Regions from separate parts of the Zea mays genome. Here region 1 is linked to region 2. The links are chromatin contacts, called in public Hi-C maps. All regions are on one chromosome and are shown on one strand. Each heading gives the region's core, a stretch centred on a gene start, on an enhancer-like site or on the middle of the called end of the contact. The rest is flanking DNA. Distances are from core to core; before and after follow the strand shown. Region 1 holds the start of LOC103639375. Region 2 holds the start of LOC100383221.

Region 1 (4,884 bases), core at 476-2,975, 240 kb before region 2:
CTCAAGTCACTATCTCAAAGAATCGAATGCGCGAGAATGGAGTCTTGGTGCTTAGGAATGATCAAAGAATGCTTGGGTGACTCCTCCATGCGCCTAGGGGGTCCCTTTTATAGCCCCAAGGCACCTAGGAGCCGTTGGAGGCAATCTTGGAAGGCTAATCTTGCCTTCTGTTGGGTGTCGCACCGAACAGCCCGGTGCACCACCGTAGGCACTGTAGCATGTCTGGTGCGGATCTCCTTCCTAATTTGGCGCAGACGACCGTTGCAACTCTGGCGTCGGTTGGCGCACCGAACACTGTCCGGTGCACACCGAACAGTCCGGTGCCCCTTCCGACCATTGGTGCGGGCCACGTGTCGCCCTCAGATCATGCTGCCGACCGTTGCGAAGTTGACCGTTGGCTCACCGGACAGTCCGGTGAATTTTAGCCGTACGCCGTTGAACTTTTCCCGAGAGCGACGACTTCGTCGCGACCGACCCACCAGACAGTCCGGTGCACCACCGGACAGTCCGATGAATTATAGCCGTACGCCGTCGTCGAGTCCCGAGAGTGGCCTGTTCACCTTGGACCCGTCTGGCGCACCGGACACTGTCTGGTGCACCACCGGACAGTCCGGTGTGCCAGACTGTGCTTAGTCTTGGCTACACACAGACACTCTTTTCCAATCTTTTTCTTTTTCTGTTTCTAGCACTTAGGTAACTTTATTAGTACCCAAAACAAATGTACTAAGTCTAGAAACATACCTTCTTTGTTGATTTGCACTTAATTCATCATTTGATATAAAATAACTCACTTAATATGTGTTGGACACTTAATCACCAAAATATACTAGAAATGGCACAATGGCACATTTCCCTTTTAATACACAATAATATTTAACTAACAAGGTAGAGGATATCGGTACGACATCTGAGGCACCTAAAATTGAAACAATTAAAAATCTGTAAAAATGGTGCCTCTATTTTTTACAATGATTTAGTAATATAAAGACACGCATTTGCACAAATTTGTGTTAAGAAAGTTATCATAGAAACATGTTAAAAAAGATTATAAGGAAGAATGGGCAACTGAAGCAAAATATTGTCACATGGGCGAGCGTCGATCAAGTGAAGGGAACGATGGTTGGAGTTAGCGAATGTGATTTTTGCATATTTACGCAGTGAGGCAATTTATTGGATTTGAACTAGCCACACGGGAGGATGGTCTGACTTATAATTCAGGTCTCTATCAAATCTTCGCGGGAAAAATTTCGTCCCGCCATGCTCCGTTAGGTTTAGTTTAGATACTTTAATATTAATCCTAATCAACATGTATTGAACTAGATTGTTGTGTAAATTAAACTAATTTACATCTAAAAGCTTGTTCGTTTTACTGTTAATCCATGTGGATTCGATGGTATTGAGTCGATTTAAATCTATAGCAAGCCAAATTTTACTATAATCCACTTCAATATACTCAAATTCACGTGGAATTGGAATAACGGAATAAAACCTAAATACAACTCAACACATGTAGATTGAGATCAATATTAAAGTACCTAAATAAAAAATAAAGACTTAAAATTTTGGGTTCTCGTTAGAGATAGTTATACTGAAATTTTAAAAATATTTATAAAATATATTATCATAGCATATATTCAAATAATACAGCATTGACAGGAATATAAGATTGCACCCATCATGAATTCACCGTCACAGAAAAGAAACCGGAACCCAAAAGGCTCTCCGCCGACACGCCGGCTACGGCGATTCTCCAATCTGAAACCCTTCCTGCCGACGATTCCTTTCCACCTTCCGCTCCATCGCGTGGCCGCCGCCGCTCTCCACCCGATTGGTTCCCGTGCCTGCCGCCCCACCGATTCACTCCGCGCCCGCGCGACCCCTGCCGTCCATGAACCTCTCCGAGGATTGGCGCTCCGTCTTCCCGGTTTGTGCCGTCTTCGCTGCGCCGTCCGTTGACCCGCTGCCTGCCGCCGCCGCCTCCCGCGGCCCCCTCCACTTCTCCCCTCTCCCGCCGCGCACCCCGTTGCTCTCCCTCCCCTACCCCATCCCATTGCCGCGCTCCTCCACCCGCGGCCTGAACCGCTTCCTCCGCTCTTTTGTCCGAGGCACCTCCTTCCTCCCGCGCTCCGACTTTGACTACCTCGCTGACACACTCATCCCCCAACCGTCTTCATCTTCTCCGCCTTCCAATCTGCTCGCCGTCCTCCGGCTCTCGTGCTCTCTCATTCTCTTTTTCCCCTACGGCGAGAATGCGGAGCATGTTGCCTTTGTTACTCTGGATGCCACCACTGTCACTGGTTCCACGCCTCTCTCGCCGGTCGTTCAGAGTGATGGGTTTATGCACCCGGGCCACCGCATCCAGCAGCTTGTTACCACTGCTAATGAGTCGTCATGGCCGTCGCAGCTGGAAGACAACCCTGAGGGGTTCCTGCTTGCTGTGACAATGTACTCCCTGAATTGGTTCAGGGTTGAGTCACAGGATTTGGGGACTTCTGTCTTAGTGCCTATTGCCAAGCAGCAGGTTGACTCTGTAATTGTGCATGCTTGTTGGAGCAGGCATTTGCCATCCGAATGTGTTGTGTTGCTGGAGAGTGGGGAGCTGTGCTGGTTCAATCTGGACACACGTCAAGGTGGAAAGATAAAAATTGATGTTGGCAGCAAGGATGACACTGGGGAATGGCTAAGCTGTGACTATGGGGCACAACCATGGATGATAATCGTCGCGAGTTCAAAATCCATCCTTTTGATCGACTTAAGATTTGGGGATCGTGGTCAATACAAGGTTTTGGCGAGAGTTGGAATGCCAGGACTGCTTGAAACTGATCCTTTTGCTGAGGCAGATCAGTACCTTGCATTCTGCAGGGGTGGGCTTGATCATTTCCATTTCTCAGTGGTGACAAAGCGATACTTGATTCTCCTCGATTTGAGACAGCCATTGACGCCTGTGTTGGCGTGGCAGCATGAGCTGAAAAGTCCTAGTAATGTTGCTATGTTTCGACTTTCTGAATTGAGGCCTTCCAAGGAGCATGAGTGGGCATCAAATTCTGGTTTTGCTATTTTGGTTGGTTCGTTCAAGACAGGGGAGTTCAGTGTTTTCTGTTATGGACCTAAAGAGCAAGGCTGTCCAGATAACTCTCACCTGTATGCTTGGGATCTTCCTTCACGGTTTTCGCTGACAGGTCATCACTGCAGCTGCAGCAGCGGAAGAATGAAAGATGTATTCTCAATGCCTGTTTCAAGAGATGAATATGCTTCAAAATGGAGTAAAAACTCCATTATTGGCTACTATGTGCTTCCAAACCACCTCTCAGTTTCAGAGACATCATTTACTGGCTTTGCTTTGGTCTGCTTGACAGCCATGGGGAAATTAGAAATGCAAAGGTACCGTGCATCTGCAGATTCACACAATGATATCCCATGTGATGAATCAAAACATACAGCCAGGGCTAGTAATTTAGCTATATTTCCTGACACTCCGTATGACAATTTCTCCCTTAGATATAGTTTAATGAAGTTGCGTTTCCTATCTGAGTATCTTGAAGGCAATCTGTGCAATGCATTGGTAAAGCATGGTTCTAGTATCAATAAAGAGATGGGCCATATTATTATCAGTGAAGCTGTGTCGGAATATGCAAAAGAGAACTCTAGTTCATTGCCCCACCCAGTTTCAGATTTTTTATGCAATGTTAGTATTCCCATGAACATTTTTGAAATTTCTTGCCAGAGAATATTGAATGGCCTGCCATCAGACATCCTGCATGTCACCTTCTCCAAATACAGTGACATGCTAGCATGCAGCACAGAGAAGACCTTATGTGAACATTTAGATGTTCCTACCTGTTTGACGAACACTAAACTTAGACCTTTCCTGTTGGCAAAACCTTCAAGCATAAGTTACAATCTGACTAGCAAAGTACGCTCTCCAGATGCCCTTGTTGGTCCAGTACTACCCATACCTGTTCTGCTTGCGCTGGAAGAGAAAAGCAAGGATGCAGAAAGCTCTTCTCAGGGAGTACCCATAGAAACTGATTCCATAAATGATCGATGTAGAGAAGTTTTTGAAGCCCTGGATCCTGTAATATCCATTGCTGACACTGACAACGGCAATGGATGGCCTGCTTCACAAGAACTGGATGAAGGAAAGTCCTATTTTAGTTATGAGCCTCAGATTGAACATAGGTTCAGTATGGGTAGAAGTACCAGAAAGGAGGAGAAAGAAGATCAAAACCAAGATGATCTGCATAGGTCTTCAACGCTATATGAGGATAAGGTCTTCACAACATTTGTTTGCGGAAAAGCCAAAGTTCCTGATTCACCTGAACAAGCTGCAACTTTGTTCGATTTCGGCCCAGTGAGGATAGATTTTGATACCCCAGCCATGGAAATTCAGCCTGCCGAGGAAAAGGTGTACAAATGTTTGAGGAAACAATTTGTAACATGGCGAAACAATTTCAAGCCATACCAAGATTTTTGTAGCACACATAAAATACCAAAGCTGAGGCAATGAGCCCTTCCATCCTTCATTCAGTTTCAACAGGGCTTGTAGATTTACGCATATGGCTGCTTGCCTTTTTTTTTTGTTCCGTTTTTTTTTTGGAAGGGTAAGAGCGAACTAAAAATCAAATATACGCTCTTATGCTATTTCTGATGTACATACATATGGCCTGCTGTTGAATATAAATGCTGTTTTCTTCTATGTACCGCTATTGTGTTGCTATCATATTGTTCATGAATGTATACTCCCTTTTTTGAAATATATGACTGTATGCCACATTTAAGACAAGCTAATTGGTTCATTGCTCAGGAGGAGCTAATAGTTTAAATGAGCAAATTAGCTTGCATAAAAATTGTATGTTTCAAAACAGGGAGTAGCAACCCTTCTTT
Region 2 (4,627 bases), core at 451-2,950:
ATTCTATCCTCCTCACCACTCGCCATCGTGTTTTTCCTAGCACAGTAGAGTTCTTGCTACAGTGTTAAGGTTGAGATTTATGTTGACAATAACATATCGCTTAAATTGAGGCATAATGTGTCTATCATGATGCCCATTGTTGAGACCAGCCACTAAACTTGGAGTCCACCTTAGTAGGTCTTCAGAGCAAGGCTAGAGGAGTGACACGTGTCGAATGATGGTGGTTTCCTAGCACTCAAAGAGGTGCTCATCGTAAAGCTCCCAAGGTGTCATGTGAGTTGAAAGGACCATGAATAGGAGTGGAGCCAGTGGTGACATCACATATGACCCCACTAAGGTTGTCAGACTAGACCGTTCGAGAGAGTTGTCTAGGCAATGCCAGAAGAGGACAATGAGTCTGATCCGACCCTAGCCCTGCTTGAGGTAGCGGAGGGATGGACTACGCAAGACCGCACAATGTCCATGATGCGGTGCATGGTCAACCACTGCTAGAGTCGGTGTTAGAGACCACTACTCTATCGACCGAGAGTGTCTACGAAGCCATGTCAGTGCAACACATTAAAGTGCACCATGCCCTACCGGATGTGCCAAATATCGTTATGCTACGACATCATGATACCAAATAACCAGAGAGAGAGAGAGAGAGGTGTAGGCCTAGGACCACTATAATAGATGCTGACATGATTGCATGCACACACACACACACACACGATATAGAGTGGTTTGGGCCATCTGAGCATAGTACCTTATGTTCTCTATGAAAGCATCTAGGCTTATAATCACGTGTATCTCAATATAAATATATATCAATCCACTTTAGTTGTCACACAATTACAAAAACCAAACAAGATCCTTACATGACGTCTTGGGAAGTGTGTAAGGGTTAATGTATAAAACCCTCATCTTGTAGGACGTGAGCATGATCGACATGGGCTTGCCCCCGAGGATGTAAGATTGACACCAAGTCAAGTTTATTGTAATTCAATCTTTCGCTGATGGAGTTCTAAAAGACATTTTGCAAATAAACAAAATATGCCTATTTTGGACTTTGACAATTGAGTTTTAAAAGACATTTTGCCAATAAACAGAATATGCCTTTTTTGGACTTTGACGACATCCATACTAGAGGGCTAGGTTATGGGGTGGGAAATAGGTTACGACTTGTGAAGTTACTTAGGTTAGAATCAATGGAAGCTTTACATGTGTTCTATGAACATCAAATAAGCTAACATATCATAGTGTAAATAAAGAGACAGGTAAAAAAGCTTTATTGGTTGAAATGAGTTTCATGAGGGTAAAATAATACTCCGTCCGTCCCAAAACAGTATTCGTTTTAACACTTTATTTATGTCTATATTCAAATGGATGATAATCTAGACACTTATATAAAACACATACATCAAGTAGTGTATGAATCTTATAATAGCTTAAAACAAATTCTAATACATTAAGCAGTGTATGAATCTCATAATAACCTAAAATGAATTCTAATTTGGGATAGAGGAGTATCTACAATACACGTGATCTTGGAAACATGACTTACAAGAAACCAATGCTCCACAGATTTTATGGGCATTCTGGTCCACTGTTACCCATTCGTTTGCCTGATCCATACCAAATGGTAGTAGCGTTTTGCAATCGATTACCCATTCTTTTGCCTGATGCATAGTAGCCATTCCCCATTCCCACATAGGAGTATTTTCCAATCCATAACCCACGTCTTGAACCATCAAAACGTTTCCCTTTCCCGTTCCGACTCCCATCCAAAATCCATTCACCGCCTGCCTTTTCTTCTCCCGTCCACCGTGTGCGGGCTGCGGGGAGCGCTCTCCTGCCGCTACTAGGCGACCGCCGCCGCCGTCCTACGTGCTCGGGTCCTTCCTCGGCTATCAACACCTACCAGGTATGCGCATCCGTTCTCTCCCCTTCCTGCTGTGTGAAACTGACCATCGGACCCTAACTTTGTCTACTTGTGTATTTTATTCGGATCTAATATAATTACAAGTTTATATATCTATTATGCCTAATAAATTCTATTTTTATTTTTATTTTCCAAAAGTTATAGGGCGTACATGTGCACACGCATGTCCTTCACCGGGTCCGCCCCTGAGTCTTCCGATCCCAATAAGCAACCTGGTTCGTTTTTTGTGAACTATTTTCGTATGTTTTTCAGACTCCCTGTTTATCACAGTTCTGAATTTCGCCTGATAGTTTTTGCGCTGTGTCTGATTCATGTAGCAAAAAAGCAGACTCGACAATGGGCAGCGTGGACACACCAAGAGGAGGAGAATTTCTTCAATGCACTGCGGCAAGTAGGGAAAGTAAGAGGCATAATTTCTGGATACAATGCTCTTCTGCTATTTGCAATCTAATTAGCACATAACAATCAATTGATGGGTAATCTCATATTGTTTTTTCCTAGAACTTCGACAAGATTACACACCGTGTTCAGAGTAAAAACAAGGATCAGGTATTTATTTTTCAACCAAGATGTTTTAGGTGAAACAGATATGCACTAGACTGAAATTTTGTTATGTATGAGTTGTTCTAAGGACTTCCTGTCTTTATGATGACTAGAGTTTACATTTTATATTACTCTAAAGATGTTTAATCTTTTCTTGCAATATTAGCCTATCTTATTATATTGAAGTTTTAATTTTGTTGTATATGAATCTAATGTAAAAAGATTCAATGCTTTATGTGCCATACAGGTCAGGCATTACTATTATCGTCTTGTTCGACGCATGAAGAAGCTATTGGGTCCTAGGTTCTCACTTGATGCAAAAAACTCCAAGGATACCATTGCTGCTATGCTTCGCTGGTAATTGAATATATCTCGTCATCTGTTAATTGCTTGATAAAGTATAGTTCATTGTTGATTTTATTTATACACCATAGAAGCAAAAACTAGCTGTTACTTTGTAATGTTTTATGCGTTATCTCTTTGGCATATGATATTTATAGGGACTTGAACATCTTGTCTTTCTATTACAGATCATGATGGTAGATTGTATATAGCTATCTATGGCATCTGGAGGCTGTGACTACCACTCATTATAGTTCCGCTATGTAGTGGATATCTTGCCATATTTACTGATTTGTTGTGTACCTTTCTATTGATTTTGACGTGCTTGGTTTATTCTTGTGTTACATACACAATCTAAATTCAATCTCTAGTCATTTAGCTTCATAATAATTTTGCAATGCTTCTGCATTATTTCATTTGGATAAAGCCAAAATCCATCATGGCTGTGCATTCATTTTAAAAAAACAATTCCATTCCAAACTGTACATGAGGTTTCCATCTCATATGGCTCCTCCCTTCTTTAGAGAACTCTTTTCTTAATAATTCGTGAAAACAGGTAACTTAGCTTTTGTAGAAGGCGAGTAAATAATGGCAGTTTCGTTTAAGGATATGCTTGCTCAATTGCTGGCAGTTCAATATTAGCTGGTTTTGATGCAGGTGGTCTCTGCTTGAGAAATTTAGCTGCAGTGCATCAAAGCTGCACCTGAAGCCTCGGAGGTTCAAAACATTTGTAGAAGCATTGGTGAGTTGCTTTGTCCCCAACTCCCCATGTTTTTTTTCTCATTATAAAATGTTTCAGTTTGTTTCTTCTTTCTCATGCTATGTGTATCTCCTTTTGTTTGCTAGGGAAAACAACTGCTGAAGGACAGAAATAAGTCCAGGAAAAAGCATTCACGAGTGGATATGTGCATATCTTCTCCATCTCCAGTTATCAGCAAGGCTCCTGGGGATGAGACTCCTCCTGTAAAGTTCTTGTCAATAGATTCTCAAAATGGTAGCAGAGTAGCATCTCCTAAAGGGACAATTTTCAAGCGGATTGCAGAACCAATTTCTAACAAGTCAGGAACAACTAAAGGGGACCTCTCTGCCACAAGAACCGTGAAACAGAAAAGGAAGGCAGGTGGGCGCATGTTCTCTGTTAGTCTGTTCTTTTGTTATGACCTAGCCTTGCTTATCTTTTGCCACACAATCTGTGTGATTTGAGTCTCGGTGAAATCGTTGATGATTGAAACTATCAAACTATCATGTAGAAGAGCTCTCTAGTGGTGAACCTTTGTTACATTGCATTAATGTGGATAGATGGTGACCTGTGTTTTAGGTGGTGCTGTTGCATCTGCCGCATATAAAAAATGGGAGAGAGCGGCCATGGCTGGTGTTTCTTTAGTTGCTGATGCGGCTGAGGAGCTCGAGCGCAACACGATTAACCCAGGCATGTTATGTAATGTTGATGCAAGAACACTGACTTCATCATCAGACAGACTTTCTACTGGTGATGGTATGGCTTGTAGCAACTGGATTTTAGTTCTTGTAGTTGTTGAACTTTGTTCAACACACATTGAAATTAACAGTAGCAGATACAGGTCTACTGTCATGATGTTTTTGTTCTGCATTTGCAGGCATTAGCACAAATCATATGAAGGAAACAGATTCACAAGCACCTGTGAAGCTGAAGCTACAGTTATTTCCAATAAACGAAGCTACTCGAAAGGCATTGGAGAAGGTAAACATTGTTTCTCGCTACTAGCAAACTGCATATGAATCACAATTTCCCTCAGTCGCTGTATTTTTAACATGACAGTTGTTACTCGTGAATTATTGACC

What was found. A called contact is a pair of places that touch in the nucleus more often than the background predicts.
Region 1: a contact with region 2 is called in a Hi-C map of ear, with 2.1 times the contacts expected there. The contact joins the promoter of LOC103639375 here to the promoter of LOC100383221 in region 2. A contact is called at or near these places in 2 of 25 Hi-C or Micro-C datasets (ear and leaf).

What each region holds. Positions count from the first base shown.
Region 1 is chr9:149,953,547-149,958,430 of Zm-B73-REFERENCE-NAM-5.0, reverse strand. It overlaps LOC103639375, which reads left to right and starts at 1,725. Exons shown (of 1, transcript NM_001351742.1): 1 at 1,725-4,692. The coding sequence starts at 1,889. The coding sequence ends at 4,507.
Region 2 is chr9:149,711,680-149,716,306 of Zm-B73-REFERENCE-NAM-5.0, reverse strand. LOC100383221 reads left to right here and starts at 1,700. Exons shown (of 14, transcript NM_001361965.1): 1 at 1,700-1,903; 2 at 2,060-2,136; 3 at 2,239-2,321; 4 at 2,423-2,470; 5 at 2,712-2,821; 6 at 3,464-3,548; 7 at 3,653-3,926; 8 at 4,125-4,301; 9 at 4,423-4,526. The coding sequence starts at 2,073.